6 separate regions of the Mus musculus genome follow, and regions 2, 3, 4, 5 and 6 are each linked to region 1. A link is a contact called in public HiCAR-type and promoter capture Hi-C data. All regions are on one chromosome and are shown on one strand. The core of a region is the stretch at or near the end of the contact, and the rest is flanking DNA. Distances in the headings are between cores, read along the strand shown. Region 1 holds the start of Tra2a (transformer 2 alpha). Region 2 holds the start of Zfp212 (Zinc finger protein 212). Region 3 holds the start of Zfp398 (zinc finger protein 398). Region 4 holds the start of Zfp746 (zinc finger protein 746). Region 5 holds the start of Osbpl3 (oxysterol binding protein-like 3). Region 6 overlaps Osbpl3 (oxysterol binding protein-like 3).

The links. Promoter capture Hi-C pulls out the DNA fragments that hold promoters and counts their contacts. HiCAR-type assays count read pairs that join an accessible place to other places.
Region 2: a contact with region 1 is called in a promoter capture Hi-C map of pre-B cells, with 2.2 times the contacts expected there. The contact joins the promoter of Zfp212 here to the promoter of Tra2a in region 1. A contact is called at or near these places in 2 of 39 promoter capture datasets (the C10 cell line and pre-B cells).
Region 3: a contact with region 1 is called in a promoter capture Hi-C map of the HPC-7 cell line. The contact joins the promoter of Zfp398 here to the promoter of Tra2a in region 1. A contact is called at or near these places in 2 of 39 promoter capture datasets (the HPC-7 cell line and embryonic stem cells) and 2 of 9 other capture datasets (liver and pancreatic islet).
Region 4: a HiCAR-type map of astrocytes shows a contact between it and region 1, with 4 times the contacts expected there. The contact joins the promoter of Zfp746 here to the promoter of Tra2a in region 1. A contact is called at or near these places in 4 of 39 promoter capture datasets (the C10 cell line, the HPC-7 cell line, liver and 1 more) and 1 of 115 datasets of contacts at active chromatin or transcription factors (astrocytes).
Region 5: a promoter capture Hi-C map of liver shows a contact between it and region 1, with 3 times the contacts expected there. The contact joins the promoter of Osbpl3 here to the promoter of Tra2a in region 1. A contact is called at or near these places in 2 of 39 promoter capture datasets (liver and pre-B cells).
Region 6: a contact with region 1 is called in a promoter capture Hi-C map of pre-B cells, with 4 times the contacts expected there. The contact joins the enhancer-like site here to the promoter of Tra2a in region 1. A contact is called at or near these places in 5 of 39 promoter capture datasets (the 3T3-L1 cell line, 3T3-L1-derived adipocytes, the C10 cell line and 2 more), 2 of 484 Hi-C or Micro-C datasets (B cells and pre-B cells), 2 of 115 datasets of contacts at active chromatin or transcription factors (astrocytes and embryonic stem cells) and 1 of 9 other capture datasets (macrophages).

Annotation. Positions count from the first base shown.
Region 1 is chr6:49,261,798-49,265,777 of GRCm38.p6, forward strand. Tra2a (transformer 2 alpha) reads right to left here and starts at 2,255. Exons shown (of 8, transcript NM_198102.2): 1 at 2,041-2,255. The coding sequence starts at 2,076.
Region 2 is chr6:47,919,067-47,923,607 of GRCm38.p6, forward strand. It overlaps Zfp212 (Zinc finger protein 212), which reads left to right and starts at 1,502. Exons shown (of 5, transcript NM_145576.2): 1 at 1,502-1,683. The coding sequence starts at 1,660. It overlaps Gm52899 (a long non-coding RNA gene), which reads right to left. Exons shown (of 3, transcript XR_003956427.1): 3 at 3,376-4,062.
Region 3 is chr6:47,834,204-47,838,403 of GRCm38.p6, forward strand. It overlaps Zfp398 (zinc finger protein 398), which reads left to right and starts at 1,458. Exons shown (of 6, transcript NM_027477.3): 1 at 1,458-1,717. The coding sequence starts at 1,694. It also overlaps a transcript of Zfp786 not described here.
Region 4 is chr6:48,084,668-48,089,106 of GRCm38.p6, forward strand. Zfp746 (zinc finger protein 746) reads right to left here and starts at 1,926. Exons shown (of 7, transcript NM_001163475.1): 1 at 1,648-1,926. The coding sequence starts at 1,671.
Region 5 is chr6:50,454,697-50,459,027 of GRCm38.p6, forward strand. It overlaps Osbpl3 (oxysterol binding protein-like 3), which reads right to left and starts at 1,658. Exons shown (of 24, transcript NM_001347213.1): 1 at 1,129-1,658.
Region 6 is chr6:50,303,133-50,307,188 of GRCm38.p6, forward strand. It overlaps Osbpl3 (oxysterol binding protein-like 3), which reads right to left. Exons shown (of 24, transcript NM_001347213.1): 21 at 1-29. Among named protein-coding and RNA genes, the nearest start is that of Gsdme, 43 kb to the left of the region's middle. Within about 2 kb of position 1,964, at least 97 of the 459 cell types and tissues checked have an H3K27ac peak or open chromatin away from gene starts, as enhancers often do. A contact at or near this core is called in B cells, macrophages and pre-B cells, where this site is marked.

The DNA of each region.
Region 1 (3,980 bases), core at 1,005-3,504:
AAAAGGCCTGGGTTCCACTCCCACAAAGCTCAAAAACAACAAAAATCAATATGAACCCCCCCACAAGCCTCTAGCCTTCTAATTCTTTATGTAATTACAAGTCTGTTCAATCATAATTTAAGAATACAAAACAAAAACTGTTACATCTTAAAGAGCTGTAACTGACCCTGAAAGCGCTGATGTAAACTGAACCACAGGTACTGCTGTACTACTAATGGCAGAAGAGAGGGAGCTAGAAAGTCCCTATCTGTTAACTAGGTTGTTAATACCTAAATAAACTGAAAAGTGGATAGGAATCTTCAATAATTTGTGGGAAGGTGGTAATTATCCACTACTCCTTCCACTAGAGGACAAATGGGAGAACCAGAGCAGCAATCAGAGCCATCAGAGCAACACTGGTACAAGTCCCACAGACTAAACCAGGAACAATAACAACAAAACAACACACCCAAACCCCAACCGTCTTTTCCTAATTACTTAGTTTCACAAGTAATACAACTACGTGAAATATTTACTTCATAGTCTTTAAAAGTTGTTAGTACAATAAAACAATCCTAAAAATAGTAAGCAGGTTCAACTCAATCGTTGTGTGCAAATTTCATTCAAATAATCCAATCAAAGTTAAATGTAGTTATGACCTTGTCCTAGTGCATTAAATAAAAAAATAAACAAACAAAATGCACCCTCTTTTCTCAAGATCAAAACCCTAACTGACCGTATATGACTTGACTGACAGAGTACAGGTGTCTAAATCCCGAGCTTCCAAAAGGGACAAATTCTTTCCTTCAGCAAAGCCCTCCAGCGGCTTTTTTCCACCCGCCCCTCCTCCACTAGAATACCAACACAACTGCCAGCCCTCGAGTACCATGGGACTTTTGTTTCCCTTTTTTTTCCTTCCATGGTTTTACCAGGACTCACTTCCATTAATTTCCAATACTAGGGTAACTTCGGAATAAAACTCAAAAACCGGTAACGTTCTAATAATATACTCAAGCTTTGTGAATATACGGTTTATACTCACAAGACCTCAGATAACCAAAGTCTTGAGTCCCTTTTCCGGGGAATGGGTGAGAAAAACGGGGGAGGGTCTGTAAATTTCAGGTATAATCTTTTGAGTTAACAATGATTAGCTTTTTTCTTTTCTTTTTTGAAAACTGAGGCAAGAAATTTGTTCAGTTACGTAAGGTTTAAAGTAAGATGTCTTGGCAGTTTAGCCATAAAGATCTGTAAAGGAGTTTTCAGAGGAATGGTCACAGGAAGGAAAGCTTTGGAAGTTGAGACATAAAGAACCCAACATCTAGCTGTTAGGAAAACAGGCGTCACTGCATTTCCACATTCATTTAGAAGCGAAAGGAAAGAGGACATTAAGGGGAAAGGCTCTTGCGTAGTTTTCCCTTCCCCGCTCGCTCTCGTCTTAAGGACTCTTAAGGGTCGCTGCGGTCGTTGACTAACCACTTCACTGGGCTCGTCCCACCTTCAACCTCAAGGCTTTCGCCTTTACAGACGCGACGCCGCCGGTTCCGACGGAGACGCGGCCGCTCACTGCAACAGAGAGCCAAGGAGACAACAGGCCCCAGCTAGTCCCGCGCCAGCGATTCCCCGCCCGGACAGCAGCCCCGCGCACTTCTGACCCCGAGACCCCGCTGCGATGGCCGGAGGAGGGGTGGTGGTGGCCCGAGATGCCACCGCAGGAAGCACCTACCACTATCCGGCCGGAGGGAGCGCCCCGCCGCCTCCTGCCCCACCGCGCCGGGGACCCGCACCTCGGAGCAGAGATGGGAAGCTGAGAGGAAAGGGAGCGACAGGAGAGGATAGGACCAGGCCAGGTACCAGTCAGCCGCCAGAAAGGAGCGCTGCGGGCTAGTGGGGCATCTGGGCACGCAGGGGGACCCCGAAGCCATCTTGGGACGTGACGCGCTCGCGGTGGCCCTCAAGGCTGCTCCTGAGGGCCCCGCCACCTCGCCCGACCGACCGCGCTCGTCCCCGAGCCCCGGAGCATCGGGCCGCCGCCGAAGACGGCTCCCGCGGCTTTGTACTCACTCTGCCCTCGAAGTTGTTCTCCTCTACATCACTCATGTCGGCCAGGCGCTCCCGAGAACTAAATAAGAGATATGTCTCGGCTCGAGGGCCGACGGCCTAGTCACCGCGCTGTTCGGACTGTGGGGAGGAAGAAGGCGACGGCTACAACGGCCAGTGCGTTCCACTCCCACCAGCTCGCACGTTCAGGCAAAATGGCGCCCGTGCCGCCAGAAACCTCCTGGTGTCCCCGGCGCCTGACGTCAAGGGGCGGACCTGTGATGACGTCGTCGCGAACCCCGCCTCCGCCCCGGGAGGCTTTGTGTCCGCCTGGCCTAGCGCGGGAGATTGGCGGGTTTCAAGAGCTTGCTGTTTGGCGTTGGGTCGGTTTGTCCTCCGGGTGCTGGAATTAAAGGCGTGTGTCATCGCCTGGCTTTGCCTGTGGGGTTTTGTTCTTGAGTTTTTTTGGTTTTGTTCTCTTTAGGTATGGAACTCAGGTCTTTCTTGCATAGCAAAACAAACCAACCAAAAACAAGCAAACAAAAACCCAACAAACAAACCGACTTTTCCAGCTGAGTTTTCCTTATCCCCAGTATCTGCCCCCCCCCCTTTTTTTTTTTTTGGTTTGGTTTTTTTACAGAGACAGGGTTTCTCTGTATAGCCTTGGCTGTCCTGGAACTCACTTTGTAGGCCAGGCTGGCCTCGAACTCAGAAATCTGCCTGCCTCTGCCTTCCGAGTGCTGGGATTAAAGGCGTGAGCCACCACGCCCGGCTAGTATCTGCCCTTTTAAACGTTGAAATAACAATATATACACAGATGGGGTTATACTGAAAAGCCATGAGTTTCTCACTCTTCTCTGCTTCCAAACCTCAAGACAGGGTTTCTGTGTAACCCTGGCTGTCCTGGAACTCCCTCTGTAGACCAGGCTGGCCTGGAACTCACAGAAATCTGCCTGCCTCTGCCTCCCAAGTTCTGGGAATAAAGGCATGAGCTCCCACCACAGCGGGGGGCATTTTAATTGAAGTTCCCTCCTCTCAGGTGACCTTATCTGTGCCAAGTTGATAGAAAATTATCCAGCACACCTAGCATGTACTAGGCTCTGGGTTTAGTCCTCAACACTGTAGAACATGTAAATAAATAAAAATAAATTGGGGGAATATATTGTTTGGCAACATTAGTATCCATACTTCTTGCTCTAGAAAAATAAGGAACACCAGCACAAATAATGAATTCACAAAGACCTGAAATAGCTGGGTGTGGTGATCTGTGCCTGTGATCCCACCACTTAGGCGTCTAGAAGGAAGGACTGTTGGAAGTTCCAGCCAACCTGAGATATAAAAAGAGAGCCTATCAGAAATGTCAGAGAGCTAGTTATCAAACTCTTTAAAAAAAAAAAGATTTATTATATGTAAGTACACTGTAGCTGTCTTCAGACACACCAGAAGAGGGTGTTAGATCTCATTATGGATGGCTGTGAACCACCATGTGGTTGCTGGGATTTGAACTCAGGACCTTCAGAAGAGCAGTCAGTGCTCTTAACCGCTGAGCTATCCCTCCAGCCCCCATTATTAAACTCTTAATGGTTTGGACTCAGCCACAACAGGAAGATTTATGTTGTGAATATCAGCAAATCATTTTTCTTCCTCTTTCTTTCAGAGAGCTCATTATTAAATACTTACCCTTCTATTCATGTAATATCATGTAAGTTAATATGTAGTGTTATTTTGTAAGTGCATTTAGAACAGCACATTCCTGATTTACTATATTGTTGTTTCTTCAATTTTTTATTGGATATTTTCTTTATTTACATTTCAAATGTTTTCCCCTTTCCAGGTCTCCCATTCTGAAACCCCCACCACCACCACCCCATCCCCTGCCTCTGTGAGGGTGTTCCCCCATCCACCCACCCACCCACTCCTGTCTTCCTGCCCTGGCATTCCCCTACACTGGGGCATCAAACCCC
Region 2 (4,541 bases), core at 252-2,751, 1.3 Mb before region 1:
TTGCTTAAGAGGATCCATCTGGTTCTTACAAGATGAGGTCTGCTCCAGGGTACAGCTTCACACACAAGGATAATTGCCCTTATCTGAGACATGATCTATCCTTTACACTCTGCTCTTCCAGGGATTCAAGGTGACTGCTGGTTCAGGACAATGACTTACCTCTGCCTTCAGCTTGAAAGGGGATGAGATGGGACAAGTAGACACACTCAACTGATTGACACGGTTATGGAGTCAAGCAGGAATTTGATCCAAACAAAGGCAACAAACAAAGATAAAATGAAGGCACAGACACACCCAGACTGCTGTGGGGGGCTTAAATGAGTCAGCGCTTTTAAAAAAATTATTATTATTTTAATATAAATGTAGGTTTTTAAGTGCCTGTTAAAACAGATGCTGAGAATTTTTTTTTTCAGCAGGCCATCGGCTTGGGTTCTAGAGAAAGTTGTTAGTTGTAGTCAGTGTAGACAGGGATCATTTGCAGAAAAATGAAGAAGGGACCAGTCTAGTGAGAGTACTTGAATTCTTAGAGGAAGCTATTCACACTTAGTGGAAACTCATGTCATTCTCACTCAGCATGTCCAGGACAATGTAATGGAAATGAGGCATTTGAGTACTGCAAGTACTGGGTTTGGGGGTGTTGTTTGGATCAATGTCTCTTTAGATATTTCTGGCTAGTCAAAAACTCACTATATAGCTGAGGCTGGCCTCAAACACCTGAGCGCTGGGGTGGTAATGATGTGGCCAGATGTTTCCAAGCCAGAATGCAGAACACATTGCCTCTAATACCCTGGCACCCTGGCATGAGGACTAGGTTATTTATTTAGTTTTTTTGAGACAGGGTTTCTAGCCCTGGCACTCACTCTGTAGACCAGGCTGGCCTCGAACTCAGAAACCCATCCACCTCTGCCTCGCAAGTGCTGGGATTAAAGGCATGAGCCATCACTGCCCGGTGAGGACTAGGTTAATTATTTGTGATTAAGGCTATCTTGAATTCTGCAATGCAAGTGATTACCATAATTAACACTCTATAATGGATTGACCAGAAAAAGCCAAGTCATAGGTGAGCATGGAAGAAAATCACTTGCCTATGAGAATTCACCTTTTCTTTAGCTTCAGCTGTGTTCTTCCCTCACAGAAAAGGGTGTACACATTTGTACACATTTTTTAAAAATTATTTTTATTTTTGACAATTGCATGCAAGTCCAGAACGTATGGTGTTCACATCCACCCCCATTAGCCTCCTTTTCTACTAGTCCCCACGCTCTCCTCCCTACGCCTTTCTCTCTCTCTCTCTCCTTCCCGCGCCTTTTTAAACTTGCACATATTTGAATCTCTTAAAGCATTTCGCGGAGTGCAGGACTCAAATTCAGAAAATGCTCTTGATTTTGAGAATCCTTACGCTTACACCCCACACTCAATGACTGAATTTCCAGGCTGCTGTTCCCCTTCCAGGAGCACAGTGGCGCAACAGAAATACCGCGCGGTAGGAGGAGCCGCTGCCGCTCTTCTTGGGGGTGGGGAGCGCTCCCAGAATGCACCTTGTATCAACACGGCGGCGGCGGCGGCGGCGGCGGCTTCCAGGAGGGTGAGGACGTCTGGCGGAGCGGCGTACAGTTCGAGCAGTATCCCGCCAGTCGGTGTTGTGGGGCGACTGCGACCATGGCGGAGTCGACGCCTACTCGGGTAAGGTGCTCCGGCCGGCTCGGGAGGGCCTTGGGGGAGACAGCGCCCTGCCCGGGGCGGGGCTTGAGGCGCTCGGTCGCAGGCTTGGTTTCCTCCGCGGCCGTTGGCGCCGGCGGATGCTGACTTCCCTCCCGGTACCCTCGCCCTCCGCCCGCCCGCCCGCTCGCTTGCTCCCTGGGTCCTTCTGCGTCAGGCTCAGAGCCCGGATGCTCTGCGTCTTTCCGCAGAAACTTCTGCGAGGCTTTTTGAATTGTTTGTGACTGCGCCCACATATTTTCCTGCTTCGTGCCAACTAGGGACTCGTTTTCTGAGTTGGAGTGAAGGCGCGGGATAAAACCCTGGGTTTGGGTTGTTGCCTTTGAGCTCAGCTACGGAAGACCCCAGGACTTAGGGCTTCTCTCCGACCAGTGGGGCTCTGCTCCGGTTGCCATGTTCTGCCATAGCTATCTGTACTGAGTTTGCAGCCACAGGTTGAAGCCTTCTCTCCTTGGGGACTGGTGTATTTGCTGTTTTTGTTTGTTTGCTTGCTTGTTTTTTGTTTTGTTTTGTTTTTACAAAACTGTGGGTGCGCATTGTTATCCGCTTACCGCCTCTTCCAGCTGTCTCTCTTTTCAGAGAATGTGAAGACACTGAAAATTGGTTTGAGGAATATCTTCCGTAACTCAGCGTTCATCTATCTATATATTCAGTGCATGGTCTTCGGAAGGCAGTCTATGCTCACTTCTCTAGGCCTTTGTCTCCTTAACTTGAATTGAGAATGTTGAGTTCCTTGTAAGCATTTTTACGTTTTTTTTTTTCTGGCTCCAGTCTCCTCATACTGTGTCACAGTAGAGGTTAACATAGGAAAATAGGATAGATGGACCTGAACTGGCTTTTCACTGTTGAGACAGAGCCTCACAGGCTGTCCTTAAGCTGATGACAATCTTCCCGACTCAGCCTCCCCAGTGCTAAGTTTACAGGTGTAAGTCATTCTGCTGGGGTTTGTTTGGTAGTGGTTGTGCTTTGAGGCAAACTCTCATGTGCCCCAGCCTAGCCTATCTGAGAATGACTGTAAACTCCTACCTCTGACTCCCAACTTGCAGATATTACAGGCATAAGTATTTTTCTTGTCTTTTTGTTTTGTTTAGTTTTTGTTTTTTAATCTTTCAAAATAAGGTCTTACTTTGTGCCCTGGCTGCCTGGAACCAGTTAGGTAGACCAGGCTGGCTCTGAACTTGGAGCAATCCTACTTGTGCATCCAGGTGTAAATAAGAGACCAGGAGTTAAACAGACCCCCTGCAGGGTAAGCAGATAGGGAGAGAGGCCTTGGCTAGGCAGACAGATTTCCAAGATGGACATTATCTTCCTGATGCTCCTGACTTGAGGCAAGACTGGCAGCTTAAAGCAAAGGCTTTTTAGTCTTTTGTCTCCCACCAGCAGGTCCCCTGCTGATGGACTAGCTCTACAAGTTCATGGCCTATTGCACAACAACTATGAGCAATCAGCCATCTTCACCTGAACAGCTCTAAATTAGAGGATGAAGCTCCAGCCTCCCAGATCTGGTAGCTTCCTGAGTTCCCCCTCCCCTGCTTTGCAGAATATCTTTTTCTCTGTCTGCTGCATATGTGTTTCCTCACTCCCAGGAAACACTTTTCTTCAACTGTGGATTCTGTCAGTAGTGTTTGAGATTTTTTTTTTTTTTTTTTTGATGGTACCTGGGGGGCTTGAGTTTTTCCCGCCTTTTAATTCTTTAACTGGCAGAGAAAACAAACACTGTCCAGACCCCTAGAAGTGTCTCATTTCCAGACTCCTGGACAGTACCAGTGGGCGGCCTATCGTTGTGCATCTTGGCTTTTTGGGTCCAGAAATACTTTGGGAATCCTGAGATCTTTTCGTGAAAAAGAGATGCAGTAAAATTTGTGTTGAGAGTTTTGCCTTGATTGAAATTCACTATGCTTATTCTAGGAAGTGGGTAAGAACTAATTAGAATGGATGGACTGGAGGATTTTCTGTGTTTCTTCTCAAGGAGTTACCACTTCACAGAAAACATGACTCTGGTGCTTATGGTGTTTCTGCACCTGGCTCCCTTGAGACCCAGATGCAGCCTGTAAAATAAGTGTTTTCTCTAGGTAGGTTCCTATTAGCACTAAAGTGAAGTGAGAAAGCCAACCCACTCCTTTCCTGGCCGTGCCCAGCCTAGTGATCACCAACAGAGCTCACTGAGAGGAAGCAGGAAAGGTCCACCAAGATCTCAGACTACACTTGAACTTAATCGTCCTGACATTGTAGAATTTATTTCAACTGTTTTTGAACATATTTTGAAAATATTTGTATTCTCACACATCTCTTCTGTTGAAGATTCTGTTTTGCTTGGCCACATACATGTCCTGGTAATAACAACTAAAAATAAAAAAATAAAAAATACTGAGAAAAGCTGTGTAAATAATATTTGAAATTTATAGTAAATCATAAACCCATCATTTTATGCAACAGTTCAAAAGTAGTATAAACAATACTTAAAAACCCAAAAAACAGAAAGTGGGAACTCTTAAAATATGAACAGAGGCTGGGCGGTGGTGGCACACGCCTTTAATCCCAGCACTTGGGAGGGGCAGAGGCAGGCAGATTTCTGAGTTCGAGGCCAGCCTGGTCTACAGCGTGAGTTCCAGGATAGCTAGGGCTATACAGAGAAACCCTGTCTCGAAGAAGAAAAAAATAAGTCCTTTGAAAGATTTCATAAACATCAAATGTGATTGTTAAACAAATGTTCTCAAAGTTGGCTTCACAACTCTCTTCATTTCTTGGGTTCCTTTTGGTTTTGGTTTTTTGAGACAGGGTTTCTCTTATAGAGAAACTGTAAGAATGAGTCAGGGCTTCAC
Region 3 (4,200 bases), core at 208-2,707, 1.4 Mb before region 1:
CTTAAAACAGGGTTCCACTGTAGAGCTCCAAATGACCTAGAACTTGCTTTGGAGTCCAGGCTGGCCTTAAACTTACAGAAAGTTTCCTGTTTCTGCTTCCTAGTGCATGGATTAAAAGCAAGTACCATCATATCAGGCTTTATTCTTGCTTTCTAAGGCCTTTTTTTGTTTTGTTTTGTTTTGTTTTGTTTTGTTTTGTTTTTTGTTTTTTGTTTTTGTTTTTGAGACAGGGTTTCTCTGTGTAGCCCTGGCTTTCCTGGAACTCACTCTGTAGACCAAGCTGGCTTCAAACTTATACAGATTCACCTGCCTCTGCCTCCCAAGTGCTGGGACTGAAGATGGGCATCACCACTGCCAGGCCGAAGGCCACATTTAAAAATTATGTCTTTTAATAATAAAATCACTAATTATTTTCCTGAGGTCAATTATTTCTCTCTATCTCTGTCTCTCTCTTTCTTTCTCCTCCTCTTCTTTCTTCTTTTTCTAGTTCATTCCATTATAGTGATGTTCTAGTTTAGAGAACGGTAGTTTTAACTCCCAACTATGCACCATCTGACCACAGTTCATGCTCAAGTAGACTCAAAGTATACACAAGATATTGCTTTGTATGTACACTATAAAGACTCACAGTACACTCAAGTGGTAGTGGCCCAGCAGGAAGATCCCTATACTGTGGGGGCACTATAGACAGTCTACTGTTGAGGGCATTGAATGGATTCATTTCATTTACTGAGATAAATGTCTGAGAAGACTTTGGTTCATACATGTTTGAAAAAAGAGAAATACTGGAAAGTTATGGCTGTGTGATTATCTTTCTGCCACACAAGCTGTTAAACACACAACTCTGTCTTTTGTTGGTCCTTAGTCCAGATCCAGCAAATCTAACCACAAGCTTTATTTCTGTTGGCTCAAGTAGTCCACTTGTCGGTGCTGGTGAGTGAGCTCGGCAGAGGATCTGGGTTTGGCTCACAACTGTGTGTGTAGCTCCAGTTCCAGGTTATCCTGCATCCTATTCCGGCCTCCATAGGCAGTAGACATCCAAGTGTAGAGAAACATTTATACATATAAAATTAAAAGAAACAAATCTTTATAAAAATTCTACTTCTCATCCAAGCCCAAGTGAGACAATAATCAAAATAATCAGAATCTCTGGTGCCAATACAAGTCATATTTGTAATTTCTACGAACGATATAACTCCATCATTCCCACCTAGCTCACTCTGGTAGCCGATTACACTATCGTCCAGCCTGGACACCGCTCCCTGGCTCTTAAACTATGTAGCATCTGCTGGGTCTTCTCAGATGGATGGGAAACCCGAGTAGGTTGGATCTGCGTTCACCAAAACTCTTTTCTCAGAAGCTGACCTCTGGGAAGGCGCTCCGGATGCGGGGGCCGCCAGGGGGCGCGCTGTCCCGGGAGGACCGACCGGAGGGGGGCGCGTCTAGGCCGGCAGAGCGCCTGCAGTACTCGCTGCCCACAAAGCGCCAGCTGAGGGGCGGCTGCAGCCGGTGCGGCGTAGGCTGCTCGCTACTCAGCTCCTCTGCGTCCCAGCGCCCCCGGAAGCCCGATTGCCGCGCGAGTCCTGTCAGAGCGAGCAACGCGAGACCGCTTCTCGCCGTCTGCCGAGAGCACTGAGCAGCCGGGCCTGCGTGTGGTGGCGACTCCCGGGACAGGACCGGGCAGCGGAGGGCCATGGCTGAGGCGACCGCCGCTCCGGTAAGGGCGCTGATGGACGGGCGTCTCTGTCACCCGGGCCTCGGGGGAGGCGAGGGAGCTGGGGACGGCAGCGGGCCTTGTGGCCCGCGTGGGTCTGCGGCTGTCGTTTGCCCCGCAAGGCCACCGCGGACCGCAGCGCCGGGCGACGCCGCGGGACCAGGGTCTGCAGTTTCTAACCTACACGCGCCGCGGTGCTCCGCGTCAGCCCGCGGAACGGGGAAGTGGGCTCGAGGTGTTTTTGCAATCCACCAGCCATTCTGTACAGCCGCGAGAGCTGTCGTTGCTAGGTGCGGCAGGACAGTCACCTGCGTGGCGGGGAAGGTAAAAGCCAAGGTGTGTCCTTATGGACTGCGTGAGGACAGACAGCCTCGCGCGCCCGGGAGGGCAGGCTGTGGCGCCGCGGGGACCTTGGAAGGCCGACCGAGCGCAGGCTTAGCCAGTAGTGCAGTCGTGCGTGTGCTTGTTTGCTGCAGGCCTGCAGTGGGCCCAGCCGTGCATGCACCAGAGATGCCAGGGCTACCAGGACAACCCGCACAGTCCCTGCACACAGCCATTAAGGAAGAGGGGATGGTCGTTTAACAGAACGTTCTGATTGGAAAGTATTGCTTTTGTTTGCCACCTAAGAAGGCTTTGGTCAGCTCAAAGAGACTTTTTAAATAAGTCAGAAGTCAGGCAGGTCTGCAGAGGAGTAGATAGGAAGTAAAAAAGAAAGAAGAAACCAGGGGAGCAGCGGGGAGGGGCGGGGAATGGAGTAGAGGGGAATACCCTTCAAGTTTAATTTTCCCCCAACCCTTAAAAAAGATAGTAGAGCCCATGGTGTATGCTATAGGTATATGCCATGCTGAAAACTGTCACATACTTTTAGTTCTCTAGTAGTCATGTTTAGGAGGTTAAACCATGATGGTAACATGGTGGCTCACAGAGGAGTTTAAAATAGGAGAATCAGAAATTTTAGTATATGCTTGGCCAAATAGCCAGAGTGTGTGTCTTTAAAAAAAGAAAGAAAGAAAAGAAAAAAGTAAAAAAAAAAGTAAAAAGAAAGAGGAAATTAATTTCAGTTAATTCAGTGAAATGTTATTTAGCTCAAAGTATAAAAATATTTTAATAGTAATATTATAAAACTATTAATGAGATTTTAAACACAACACATCTCAATTGAACTGAGCACATTTAAAGTCCTCAATAATCACTTGGACTCAGTGACTTTGGTACTGACCAGGGCAAGACTGTTTTATGAAGAAGAATTTGGAAATACTGATATTTTTAATTTTAATTTTAAGAAATCTTTTTAGGGGTTATGGAGAGATAGCTCAGCAGTTAAAAGTACCAGTTGCTCTTGCAGAGGGCCCCGAGTTGATTCCTAACATTCACATGGTGACTAACAGCAATCTGTAACTTTAATTCCAAAGTATCTGATGCCCTCTTCTGACCCTTGAGGGCACTGGGCATGTAGATGTTGTCACATATTTACATGAAGGCAGGATACAGATACACATAAATAAATCTAAATGATTTAAAAATATTTTTATTCTTTGAAAATTTAATAGAGTGTATTTTGACCATTTCACCCTACTGCTCCTAACTCCTCTCAGATTCACTCCTCCCTCCCTCATAGTGTCCCCAGTTTTGTGTCCTTTTTAAAAAATGATCCATGAGGTACTTCTCATATACTCCTTGGTGTAGGGCATCCACTGGAGTTTGGTTGATTTACCAGGGGCCACAACCTTAAAAATTGGGTTTTCTCTTCCCCAGAAGCTATCAGTTGTCTGTAACTCTGCAGTTATGAGTGGGAGCTCATGCCCCTGTCCCTTTCAATGCTATAGTGTTGACTTGCTTGATTTCATGCAGGCGGCCATAGCTGATAAGAGTTCATGAGTGCAGTAGTCCTGTCATGTCCCGAAGAAACTCTTTGGATCCAGTCCAACTCTGGATTTCAGAGTCTTGCTGCCCTTTTTCTTCAATGGTCACTGAGCCTTGGGATTTGGGCACTGCCTCATTTCTGTTGAGCACTTCATTGACAACTTTTTATTACTGTTGACAGTTTTTTGCTACTGCTACCACTACCACCATTACCACTACTACTACTTCTACTGGGTCTTCTTGAGACAGAGTCTCACCTATGTAACCCTAACTGACCAATGTGTAGATCAGGCTGGCTTGAACTCACAGAAGTATTTCTGCCTCTGTAAGTGCTAGAATCAAATGCATGTGCCATCGCACCAGCTGTCTTTTGTTTTGTTTTTGGTTTGCTTTTTAGTGTACTTTATAAGTTAGGAGGGCTGGTATTCAGAGTTCAAGTGGAGAGACTTGCTTTAAATAAAATGAAACATCTTTCTTTGAAAAAGAAAGAAAGCATTTTCTAATAGGCTTGATGTGGGGAGGAGTAAAAGAGTTTAGGTCTAATTATTTCAATTTCCTTTTTCTATTTCTTCTGAAGACAGGGTTTTTCTCTGTATCCCTGACTGCCCTGGAACTCTCTCTGT
Region 4 (4,439 bases), core at 676-3,175, 1.2 Mb before region 1:
AGATCCTGTCATGGGCGCCATTTCTGGTCAGTGCCTGAAGATGGATGTTTCTTATATTCTAGAAGAATATTCTTGAACAAAAAAGATTGGTGACTGTTTGCAAACAAACAAACAAACAAACAAACAACAACAAAAACAAAACAAAACAAAAAACCAAAAAAACCAAGTTCTAGAAACTAGTGTGGACTCATCTGAGTTGCTGAGAACCAGAAAATGGGAAGACATGAGAAAATGGGGACATGAGAGCTTGACCAGAGGCAGAAAAGCTTGCCTGGGTGGTGCTCAAGAGTTCCTCAGGCTGTACAGAAGGAAGGACACTGGCTCTGACTGGGGACGTTCAGTGGGTCTCAGATGGGTTCTGACTGGCAGAACTGTTAGAGGGAGCAAGTGCTGTGGAGGACACTTCTGGTCCCTTACTCCTCAGGACCAGCCCTGACTGGGATTGCCCCAGACTAGAGTCTATTTCAGACGTATCCTTGTACTTTGCCACCCATTCTCTCTGCTGCAATCTGTGTGTTACACAAAGACATTTGCACAAACATCTATCTTGTTGATGTCATTCTTGTTTAATTTTTTTTTTTAAATGGGGTCCATGGTCTTTGACCTGTGTAGTTGGAAGTAGGGGTTGTGCTCTACTGAAGCCTAGCACCTTGCTAACTTAAAGCGAAGGTGGGATAGTCAATTGCCAAACAGCTAGGGAAGCCAGTACTCTGAGACCGGAGTCACTGATGCCAATTCCTTCAACTCTTTCCTACCCATATGACGAAGCCCAGGCCTTCCCAGCCCCTTCCATTTCTGCAGCCTCATATCCAAAACCATATCTCCAGGCTTGTGGACCAGTTTTGCACTGTCCTGTGTCTGGCCCTTGCCTCTCTTTGCCCAAGCCCTAGAAACCCTAGCTAACTCAACTCACAGAAGCACAGATTACCTGGCTGGGCGGGAGGAGCACCAGAGTCTGCTAAGCACCTGCATTCGAACCTCCACCAGGTTGGCTACGACCTCTTTCTGTTCGACCATAAGGCTACTCGTGTACCTGGACTGCTTTCCTTATTACAGACATTGAACTGTGAGAGCACTGTCTTCCCACACTTTTCTCGCTGAGATTCTTGGCAAGTTAACTTCGTTGGGCCTTCAGCTTTTCTTTTGTATGAAATAATAACTATAATAGTTACTACCCCACAGGTTTGCAGTGCAGACAAAATCATGCCTAAACCGGGCTGAGTGCAGCGCCAGCCTGGCTGGACAAATACGAGCAGTCCTCGCGTGCCGCCTGAGGAGGGTTGGGCACATAGTGGGTGCTCACTGTCTACAGAATCGACGTCGGACACCTCCCAGGTGCCACCAGGCCGCTGGGGGGAGCTGGGAGAGGGAAGCACCGGCCCGGCGCTGAGGAAGGAGCCCGGCCCGGGGACGCGCAGACCGGGAACTTGGCGCAGGTCGGCCTCCCGGGCGCGGACGGCCGTTCCCTGCGCTCGGCTCCACCCGGTCCGGTAGGCCCCGGAGGACCTCGCGGCCGCCCGCCGCAGCCACAGGACCCGCAGGCCCGGTCTGGCCCGGAAGCCCTCCTGGGGCCTGCGGCACAGTGTGCTGGGCCCCGGCCTTCCGGGGCCCGAGGCCGCGCAGGCCAAGCGCGCGGGCCGCCCTTACCGGAGCCGCGGCCGCCTCGGCCATGGCCCTGCGCTGTCCTGCTCGGCGCGAAGGAAGTCGACGCCGCGGCGCGCGGCCCCACGCAGGCCCGGCTGCCGGGTCCTCTCCGCCGGCAGCGCCGCCCGGGCCTGCCGCTACCTTCCCCGCCGCGCTCCTCGCAGGCCGGCCTGCTGCCGCTCCGCCCGCAGCCGCACCGCCGCCGTCAGCGCCCGGCCGCTCCACACTGCATCCTGGGAGCCGGTGCCGCGGCCAGGCCGACGAAGGCCCGTGAGGCTTCCTGGAGGCAGCGCGGCGGCACAGCTCCACCTGCAGCTCGAGCGGCGAACGGCAGCGCCGGCACCCGCTTGCCGCCGCGCTTGGCCCCGCCCTCCTCACGAGGCCCCGCCTCGGCCCGACCTCCGACCACGCCCCCGCATATCGCCACGCCCCCCGCGGCGCCAGTGCTCACCAGCGATGTGCCACCTGGTTTGGCGGTATAAAACTTGGGGGTACGGCCTCGGCAGGCAGTGCGCACCCCGGCACGGTCACTTCCGCAGCTGTCCAGCTGTAGCACGCCTATTTTTGCCTTGAAATGGAATGAATGCTTCCAACAATAGAAATATGGCTTGATAAGTCACAGTAGGTTCTCTGTAGGATTATGTATGTGTGTTATAATAAACATTTTAATGACACAAAAAATGTGGGGTTTCTATAGTATGTATACTATAATAAACATTTTAATGACATGAAAAATGGGTTAAAATGCCATCGTTTAAAATCTTTTTGAATGCAGTTGGAGATACAGTTCAACGGCTAAAAGTACTTGCTGTTCTTGCAGAGGGCTGGGTTTCAGTTCCCAGCATCTCACCACAAGCTGTAGTTACCGCAGATCCAACGCCCTCTTGTGATATATCAGGTAAGCGTGGAAAGATGTTGAACGAGAGTAGTCCGGAACTACTTCATTTTGGCGTTAAAATGCGTAACAAATGTATAACAAGATGTGTGTTATCATGTGTATTATTCATGTTCATACAGTGTTCATATAAAAGGTTATGTCTAACAAAGTTTAGGTAGGTTTGGAAGCATGTCCATTAACGTAGTGCCAGTAGACCCCAGACCCCTAATTTTTTTCAATTCATATTTTTGTTTTTTAATAACAAGGAAAGGAAGAAAAAAGTCAAAATGTAAAATTTCTCCAGAAGCCTAGTGTGGAGCCCCGTGTGGCAAAGAAGATGTATTGCCATTCAGAATTGCCTTCCATGCCACCCCCTAGCAGGAGCCTGCAAGACCAGTGCCTGAGATCTTTTTGTTGTTGCCATTCGTTATTTATTTTATGATTTACTTTTATTTTTGATTATGTATATGCACACATATGTATGCAAATATGTGTACGCGTGTGCAGGAGGTCAGGGGTCTCAGGTTCTGGGAGCAACCTGGGAACTGAAGTTTTGTTCTTACTCTTAATAACTGACCCTCCTTCCCCAGCTCCCTGACTGTGCTGGCTAACTTTATGTTAACACAAGCTATAGTCATTTGAGAGAGGGGAATCCTTTTTTTAAAAAATATTTTTATTAGGTATTTTCCCTCAATTAAATTTCCAATGCTATCCCAAAAGTCCCCCATACCCACCCACTCCCACTTTTTGGCCCTGGCGTTCCCCTGTACTGGGGCATATAAAGTTTGCATGTCCAATGGGCCTCTCTTTCCACTGATGGCCGACTAGGCCATCTTTTGATACATATGCAGCTAGAGTCAAGAGCTCCGGGGTACTGGTTAGTTCATAATGTTGTTGCACCTATAGGGTTGCAGAACCCCTTAGCTCCTTGGATACGTTCTCTAGCTCCTCCACTGGGGGCCCTGTGATCCATCCAATAGCTGACTGTGAGCACATCCACTTATGTGTTTGCTAGGCCCCAGCATAGTCTCACAAGAGACAGCTATATCGGGGTCCTTTCAGCAAAATCTTGCTAGTGTATGCAATGGTGTCATCGTTTGGAGGCTGATTATGGGATGGATCCCTGGATATGGCAGTCTCTAGATGGTCCATCTTTTTGTCTCAGCTCCAAATTTTGTCTCTGTAACTCCTTCCATGGGTGTTTTGTTCCCAATTCTAAGAAGGGGCAAAGTGTCCACACTTTGGTCTTCGTTCTTCTTGAGTTTCATGTGTTTTGCAAATTGTATCTTATAGAGAGAGGGGAATCCTAACTGAGAAAAACAAATGCCTCCATGGCCTTGACATCAGCACCAACCTTCAGGTTTCTGCCCTGCTTGTGTTCCTGAACTACTTTCTTCAATGGTGAATGATGCTTTGAAGTGTAAGGAGGAGAAACCCTTTCTTCCCCCAAGTTCTTCTCATGGTGTGTTGCATTGTGGCAAGAGAAACCCTAAGTCACGGACTGAGATCTTAACACTTCCTTTATCCTCTCCTCAGCCTGCGTGGTCTGTAGGGGTGTGAGAAGGGATGGAGCCATTAGAATACATCCTTCTTATTGTGTAAAAATTGAATTTACCCTGGGGACTGCCCTGGGTGAGCACTTATTCTTAATATTTGAGGAGGCTGGTTCCCCAAATCTAATTTTCTTCTTTTCCTGCTAGCTCAGCTGTGTTCTGAGATCTCCAAAGTCTTGGGATTGCCTCTCAAAATAATTACCCGGATCCCCTGACATAGAGTCTGTTCTTCAAAGGATGAAGTCCACTCTTACCCTTACTACAGGGGACAGCTCTGGCATCTGCCCCAGGTCCTTTCCTATTGTTTCTTTTGGTACTTCTTCCAAGGAGGAATTCCCCCCCCCCCACCCAAAGCATCTCCTCTG
Region 5 (4,331 bases), core at 408-2,907, 1.2 Mb after region 1:
CATTTACTCATTCCATAAATGTGTAGTGTGAGGCTGCAGTGTGGAGAGCTGCCTTCTCCACACTGAGGATGGACCGACCGAGAAATAGGACCTGGTCTCTGCTTTCCCAGGACTTCGCATCCTAGCAGCGGAAGAAGGCTGGCAGATGGAAAAACAAGCAGATGATTCCAGACAGCTTTAGGCTCTGTGAAGAGCTGCAAACAGGGCAGTGTGGAGTTGATGGACAGAATGGACATTTAGCCTGGATGCACTGCAATCTGTCTGAAGGTTTCTGGAGGCCAAAAGGAGGTCCTCACCTTGTATGATGCTTAGAGTGTTGAGTGTGGATGACCCAAAGTCAGAGCTATGCTTACCTATCTCTGAAACCATCTTCTGCAGCTACAGTGTAAATAAAATACACTACCCAAACGATCTCATCAAGTAATCAGATTCCTAGGGCACTGCGACATCGGAGGGGACTCCAATGCCCCAGCCCCGTTCCCTGACACAAGGTGAGAGACAACTTTATGTCCCTCTCAGCTCCAACAGTCTGGGAGGCGCGCGGCTGGTTAAGAAGTGTCTGAAGGACACAAGACAATGCCACGGGAGACGCCAGAGGCACCAATCACCCGCTGAGTGCTTGAAGCCCCAAGGGAAGGGTGCTCTCGGTCCCAGTGCAGACACTGTGGAGCGGTGTGACCTGACTGGGGAGGCCGAAGAGCGAGGTGCCTGCACCGCAGGGCCCCAAGCTCGAGGGTGTAGTAAAGCCTTCCTCCTGGCAGAATTAAGCAGGTTTCCTGTGCCTCCAGCCCGTCACAGCGCCAGGCTGTGCCGGGACAGCTCCTCTACGCGGCATCCTCATGCACCCGCACGCAGGCTCCTGAGATCCGCTCCTTCTCCGGGTCCATCCCCGCCAGGCTGTAACTCGAGGGGCACAGCTCCAGGGTGAGCAGCACCAGAGTGCTTCCTCCCAGAAAACTGGCGCTTACACGACAGACGACCTCCTAGTCTCAGGGCTGCCCCGTGGACCCGGGCTTCCCGGGACCACCACAGACACAGTCTGAACCATAGAGAATGGCTGCGTCCCCGAGCCTTCTCGGGGCCTCCACCACAGCTCAACCCCAGGCGGGCGGACGCCCTGTTGCTCACCTAAGTGTTCCGCTGCTGGGGACGCTTCTCGATTCCCCAGTGCGTGCTTCAGACCGAGAAGGACGCAAACCGGGCTTCTCGGGTCCCTGCAAGTCTCAGCCGACGGCAGTTCCAGCACCAGCCGCAGGAGACTGGGGCGCCGAGCGCTGCTCGCAGACAGATGGTGGGCGAGAGCCCGCGCAGTGCACCAGCTCTCCTGGTGCCGGGGTCCCTGGTCCCCTGCTACTGGCCGGTGTGCGATCCCCGCGACCAGTTCTCAATACTTCGCCTAGAACTTTAGGGCGCGCGCTGCCGGGCAATTAGCTGAAGAGCTGGAGCGAGGGGAGGGAGCTAAGAGGAGGAGCCTGAGTTCTCCACTGGGCGGAATAACGTGAAAAGGGCGGTGGAGGGGGGGCAGCAGAGTGGCTCCCACTCCCACCAATCAGGAGTCATCGGGGGAAGGCGGTGAGGCGTTGGACTTGGAAGCTGCAGGCGGATTCCGTGACGCCAGCCAGGGTTCAGGGCGTGTGGAGCGGTGGAGAGTGATGGTAGGTGTGGCTGGGCGGGGCAGCGGCTCCCAGCATCCTTAGAGTAGTGTGTGCCCCTTAGGCTTTCAATAAATATTTAGTGAATGACTTAGGAGGAAGTTGAGGTTCGCGCGAAAGGAGCTGTTTTAAGGAGAAGATTCCAGGGGACTAAAGTAGTCCAACGGACAATAATCACTTGAACACTGAAAAGAGCTGAGAATAAATAAGGGGGAAATATGTGGTGAGCCAAGGGTTAGACACAAGATATTAGAAACTGGTTCGGACTTTGGGGACCTGGCCCCCAGAAGCAGTTGTCCAGATTGGTATAGGGTTACAGAGGAGGCAGGAAGGGAGAAAGGTGTTGTTGTTGTTGTTGTTGTTGTTGTTGTTGTTGTTACAGTTCCCGTCCATAGGTTAGGAAAGAAGATGCAGTGTAGTTTGCGATCGAAACGCAGGAGCATCTGGCTAGATGTCCAGGCCCATCCGACTTCACCGCCCACTTGCCAGAATCCTAGCTTGGATGTCAGCCACTGATAATTTGAGGTCAATTTGCAAACCGCACATGAGTCCAGCGCCGCAGGTGGCCCGGTGGGCAGGGAATGATGAATGCCAGGAACAGATGTGATCCTGCACCTGCGGTAAAGGCACACCGGGTTTCTGCCCTCTCAGAACCTACATTTTAGAGAGGACGCAGACGATAAACCAAAGAGAGTATATATATATATATATATGTGAATAATCAGGAAAACATTGGTGAACTGTTAGCACAGAGAGCGCCATGCAGAGAGCCTCCGAAGGGGTGATGGAAGAAGCTCAGGCCCCTGAAGTCCTCTGGGAGGAGGTTCTCAAATAGGCTCCCATAGCAGGAAGGACTCAGCAGCTCTCAGGCTCAGGAAACGCTTTCTGGGCACTAGGAACTGCAGATGTATTTAACCCCTTTAAGATCCATCTGGCCTGCCTCACCGAACTGGGCATGTTGGCTCCTTTGGCTCAGCTGCTGACACTCTAGATGTTCCAGAGTGCCAAGTACATGCCTCCACCAGCGGCTGACCGTTGTCAGGCTGACCCTGTATGAACGTCTCTGAGGCTCTTTCTCACATCTGTATAAACCATGTTTCATTCACTAGGTTTGGATATTCACTTTCTGGAACCTTCCACGGATACACTCTCTGGAACTGTCTTTGGCTCTGCCAGGTGGCCGGGGAAGTTTGACGAAGAAAGCAGATTTTCTTGATGCTGTGAGCCCTAGCACTCGGCAATCCCTATATAAATGATGCAGGGCTTCCTAAACTACACCAAACCGGAAGGAGCACCGAGGAGCAGGCCTGAGGCACCTTGCCCACGCCCAGCTCAGGTGCCTGAGTCACACTCACTTTTTTTCCCCTCCCTACTCCAAATCATCTTGTTGCATCCAGGCCAGCTTTTCTACCGAATACATGCCTTTTATCCCACAGAAATGTTTTTGCTACAGGCAAATCCAACCTTTGGACTTTGTAAATGGTGTTTATCGTCTCCAAAGTTCACACGCCAGATTACACAATCACATAACTATATACATACACATATTGTGCTGAGCCTAATTCATAGTTACCTGGAACACAACGAGGTGGTAGCCTGTACCAAATGGCCTAGTAGCCAAGGCTGGACAGAAAGCTATGGTTTTATTGTTTAAGCTGGCATCCTGTCCTTGGATTTTTCTTAAGTTTCTTCCAAGCTGACTGTGTGTTCCCTGTTGGTACTGAAGGCAGTTAATGAGTCAGGATGAGAGATTTGTTCATATTCAAAGTGCTTTGCCTCCAAGAAAGAGGAATCTCAGCCAGTCTTTTCAGTTTCACTTCCTCTTCTAAATAAACTTCCAGGCGCTCCACTCCTACAAATCAAGAGGGGAAAGATTAAAGTTGAAACCCACGCAGAGTTAATTATCTTGCAAAAGCTCGTTACTGTCCTAAAATTAGCTTTCCCCACAGTCCTATTTTAGCACAACGATCTGAATGTACTAGAGAAAGATCAATGGTTGCATATAGTAAGTTTCGAGAGTCTTCTTCTCTGAAGAGCTGAACAAATGCTGTTGATCTTTCTAGAGACTCCACCACCTTGTAGGGTTTTTCTACGTTGGCTTAATTTCTTTCTTTCTTTCTTTCTTTCTTTCTTTCTTTCTTTCTTTCTTTCTTTCTTCCTTCCTTCCTTCCTTCCTCCCTTTCTTTCTTTCTTTCTTTCTTTCTTTCTTTCTTTCCTTTTATCAAATGTCAGTGTGTGTATGTGTGTGTGTGTACACGCAGCACTGCATAAATGTGAAGGCCAGAGAACAACTTGCAGGACTTGGTTCTCTCCTTCCACCATGTGGGGCCTGGGGATCAAACTCGTGCTTAGTGGCAACTGTCTTCACCCCATGAGACATCTCCCTGGTCTGGCTGAAGCTTTTTAGCCTCTGAAGTTCCTAGTAGAGGCAAGTGCTGCCTGAAGTTGCATGTTTTCACAGTAAAGGAAGCTGGTCATAATGGAGTATAGGCAAGAACTCCATAGGCTCCTAGAACGAGAGCCCCTGGCTTCTTGTCTTGCCATGATACCTCCTAGTTAAGCAATCACCTTTCCTACTTTGTGAGATGAAAATAATCACTATACTTATTGGGCTACATGAAGAGTTTTATAATCTGGAAACAATTGCCATGTAGACTAAGACAGAGTCCCACTGACCTC
Region 6 (4,056 bases), core at 714-3,213, 1.0 Mb after region 1:
TCGTGGGCATTAGTGCTCCAGTACTTAGCCTAGGACGCAGATGAGAAGTCTGGGTGGGACTCTGGTATTCACTTATTACAGGTATTGTGAAAGAAAAAGGAAGCAAGATAAAGATGTGAGGCCGGGTGTAGGGGTGCTCTTCGGTAAGGAAGGCAGGAGTTCAAGGTTATCCTCAGCTGCAAGGTGAATGGATCAGAGGCTGGCCTTGACTTAATGACGCCGCGTCTCCAGGGAAAGGAAAAAAAAAAATAACGCCACAATAGTGTTTCTATATGGCCCGTTCTGGGTTGTTTATTTTGTAAACAAATACAAATTATATGTTTTTATCATCTAAAAATATTTTAAACTATGTACACATTGTGGAATGGCTAACTCAAGCTAATTAGCATGTTTTTACCTCACATTTATTTAGGTGAGAGCACTTGAGAAAGTGGTTGGCAGTTTTCAAGTCTATAGATACATTGTTAATGGCTCTCTTGACTTTGCAGAGAGATTGTATCCTTTGATCAGTAATTTCCCTAGGCCTCAACCCTACCTCTGGTAACTAACACCCTACTTCCTGTTTCTAGGAGTCAATATTTTTTGTCCCACTTACAGATGAGGTCATGGGGCATTTTTATGGGCCTGGCTTATTTCACTTTGCACAGTATCTACATTCCTTTATGTATATATTGCAAATGACAGGACTTCATTGTTTTTACGTCTGAGCCGTATTCCATTCTGCCTCGATGCCGTATCTAAGTGTTGATGGCCCCGAGGCTGATCCCTTTGCTCCGGTGAACAGCGGTTCCATGAACTCAGGAGTGCAGATGGCTCTTTGGGTCTTCATGTCCTTTGGCTGTCTACTCAGAGAAGCTTAGTGTTTTGAGGACCTCCATCCTCCCTGAAGGCCATGTTAACGCCCATCCCGTGGCAGTGTGCAGGGGCTCCCATCTCTTCAGTTCCTCTCAGCATTTTGGTGCCAGCTGTTCTAAGCAATGGTTTTACTTGGTATTTCCTGAATGACATGACGAGTGATACTGAACGTCCACTCAGCTGTTGGCTGTTCGCTTTTAGGGATGATTTTAAAGGTACTTTTGTTCCCCCTTTTCTGGGAGGCAGGCTCACTGCCACCTAGCTGTGCTTCTAGCTCTATTTGCCTTTGTTGAAAACAGTGGTGTGTGTGTGTGTGTGTCTGTGTGTGTGTGTGTGTGTGTGTGTGTGTGTGTGACAGCACACACATGGAGGTCAGAAGGTAACTTTCAGGGGTCACTTCTCTCCTACCACGTGGGTTCTGGATGCCAAGTTCAGATCCTGAAGGCCTGCAACCAAAGCTTCTAACCTCAAGCCCGGCTTGCTGCACTTTCCGTAGCATCTTCTCTGAGATGGGATCTTGCCATACAGCACTTACAATGTCCTCCTGCCTTACTCTCCTGAGTCCCCAGGGTTGGTGTGACTGGGGTGCACGTCCATACACTCCATTCACCCACTGTTTCCTTGCAACTGAGTTCCATTTTATGCTTTGTTCTTATCAGATTACAAATATTTCCTTTTTTGCATGTGGAAATCCAGTTGTCCCAACAGAATTCTTGAAGAAACTGCCCTTTCTCACCATGCGTTACTCGGATTCTTTTTGAAATCAATTAAATATAAACATGTGGCTTTATTTCTCCGCTTTCTAGCTTCCTCCCACAGCCTAGCTAGGCTCTGGATTTAAACAAAACCAAACCAACCAGCCAAACCAAACCAGAACAAAACTTCTGCTACCCAATGTAAACTGCAGTTAACTTCCTATTTGCAGCTTGTAACCCAGTAACGCACATTTGCAGAGGTGATGGACTTTTTCTACTTTTGTTTCACGTGACACAGGAACACAAAACTCAGTTCTTAGATTCTGCCAAGTATCGAGTACATTGCAAGTGCTATCTGGCCAGTGCATTAGGTGCTGCTCCACCATGTCACTGTGACTAATGCCTGGGAGCTTTCACTTCTGCAATTTAAAATTAACTCATAATTCTTTTTACTTGAAGAAAACAGTCATTTGCAGACCAGTTAAAGAGGTTGCATAAAATCGCAGTTTGTACTACTTCCTCCATTCTAGGCCCAGTCCAGCAGCAGGGCCCTTGTACAAGCTACTTCCTCAGTATCTATCAATGGTGGTCTGTGAGGCAGCCTGGCTTGTGGCTTATTTTGCCTCAGTCCTGGCTCATCCCATCTCCCAGGCCCATAGCTCAGTTCAGCCTTGTTTATGCAGTACCACTCGGCAGCCAGCAGAGGGAGCACTAACTCCCTAAAGGTGATGCTTCAGAAATCTCCAACTGCCTGGCCACCCTTAAAATTCCTCATGGACAGAAGGCATTCATTCCTCCATAAATCAAAAGCCCCAGCACTATTCCCAGTGGAAACAACAGCCATATTTGGAAAGCGGGAAATCTGAGTAACATTTCCAGGTCGTTTTCTGCCAGTTCCAGGCTTTGGTAAAATGCAAAGAGAGGTGGGACACATCAGCCTGGAGATGTGAACGGGGAAATTACAAAGTGAGTGCTGCAGCCATGTAAAAGTGACAGGGAAGAAAGGAGCCAGACCTTTATTGGGAAGTAGGGCTCAGATTTTTCCATTTACGATATTTATCAACAAATCAAATGTTGACGGCTAGATGGGAAGTCACAGAGGAGACAGCCATGTCCCCAAACGTGTCTGGCATCTGTGGCTGAATTATTTCAATGTCTGATGCTCATCTCCAAAACCAAACCTCTTTCCTGTAGAATGGGGCATGATGGTGCACACTAGTACTCTCAGTATCTGAGGATGGATGCAGGAGGACTGCTCTGGGTTGGAGGCAAACCTGGACTCAAACACATTAACGCATTCTTTCTCTGGTCCCGGAGTAGACGGTAGCTAAGGAAGTGAGCACACTCCCTTGAGCCGATGTGGACAGCTATTCTTCCTGGACTAGAGGGACACATTCATGCCCCAGGTTGCCTTTGGCTTCTTTCTGAAAAACACGTAGGCAAAGTTTTCCAAGTATTTTTGTACTTTGAAATTTTCTACGAAGTACTGTCATTGCTGGTTTTATGCCTGTCTGCAACCTCATTTGACTTATAAATTATCATAAAAAACCCAGCCAACCTCACAAATGCACCCTGTGGGTTACAGGTGGTGCAGAGGATCCGGTGAAGTCAGACTCAGGATTTTGATCGCAGTCAGGTACAAGCATCTTTGACAAGGGTTTTTGCTCTCAAGCAACTTCATATACAAGAAAGCTTTAAAAGAAAGAAGACTCTAGGAGAGAAAGGGGTGGGGCGAAAATCCAAGAGGTTGGAGAGAGACCCTACGTATGTTCTTGCATCTGTGGCCTTTCCATTTATCTGTAAGGTTCCGAGCCTCTGTGCTTTGAATCAAGTGGCAGTCAGGGCTGGAGGATGAACAGGAACAAGCAGACTTTCACTGTTGTGAAACTACGGGTGTGGAGCAGAGAGACAGAGAGACAGACAGACAGACAGACAGACAGGGACAGAGACAGACAGGTAAAGAAATAACGAGTAAGCTAACTAACTCCAGTGCTAACAAATATCTTGAAGAAAATTTGATCATGAGAGTTGAAGACAGAGTGAGGTGGTGACATCAGAAGAGGAGGCTGGGGAGGGGGAAGTGAGGCAAGAGGGGCCAATGTGGTTGGTGGCTGAGGAGGCAGACAGTGGTGAGAGGGCAGCAGGAGCTGGGAAGGAATGAGGGTGTGTGTGCACGTGCCTCATGCATGTGCCTCACGCATGTGAAGGCCCTGGTATGTGCGTGCATTACAGGGTTGAAAGTGGGCAGTGCTGATGGTGCAGAGCCTTGCAGGCTACTGAAAAGATGCAGACTTCTACTTAAAAAGAGAGAAGGGATGTTGGGGATTGGTTTGAATGTTTTGAATTAATCAGGGAATCTGCCTGTCCAAATGCTAAAGGTCTTTGTCCCCAATTGCTTTCTGATTGATCAATAAAAAGCCAACGGCCAATGGCTGGGTGGAGAGAGAGGGGCAGAACTTTTAGATTGCACAGGCTAGGAACTGGAAGAGAGGAGAGGAGAAGCGCC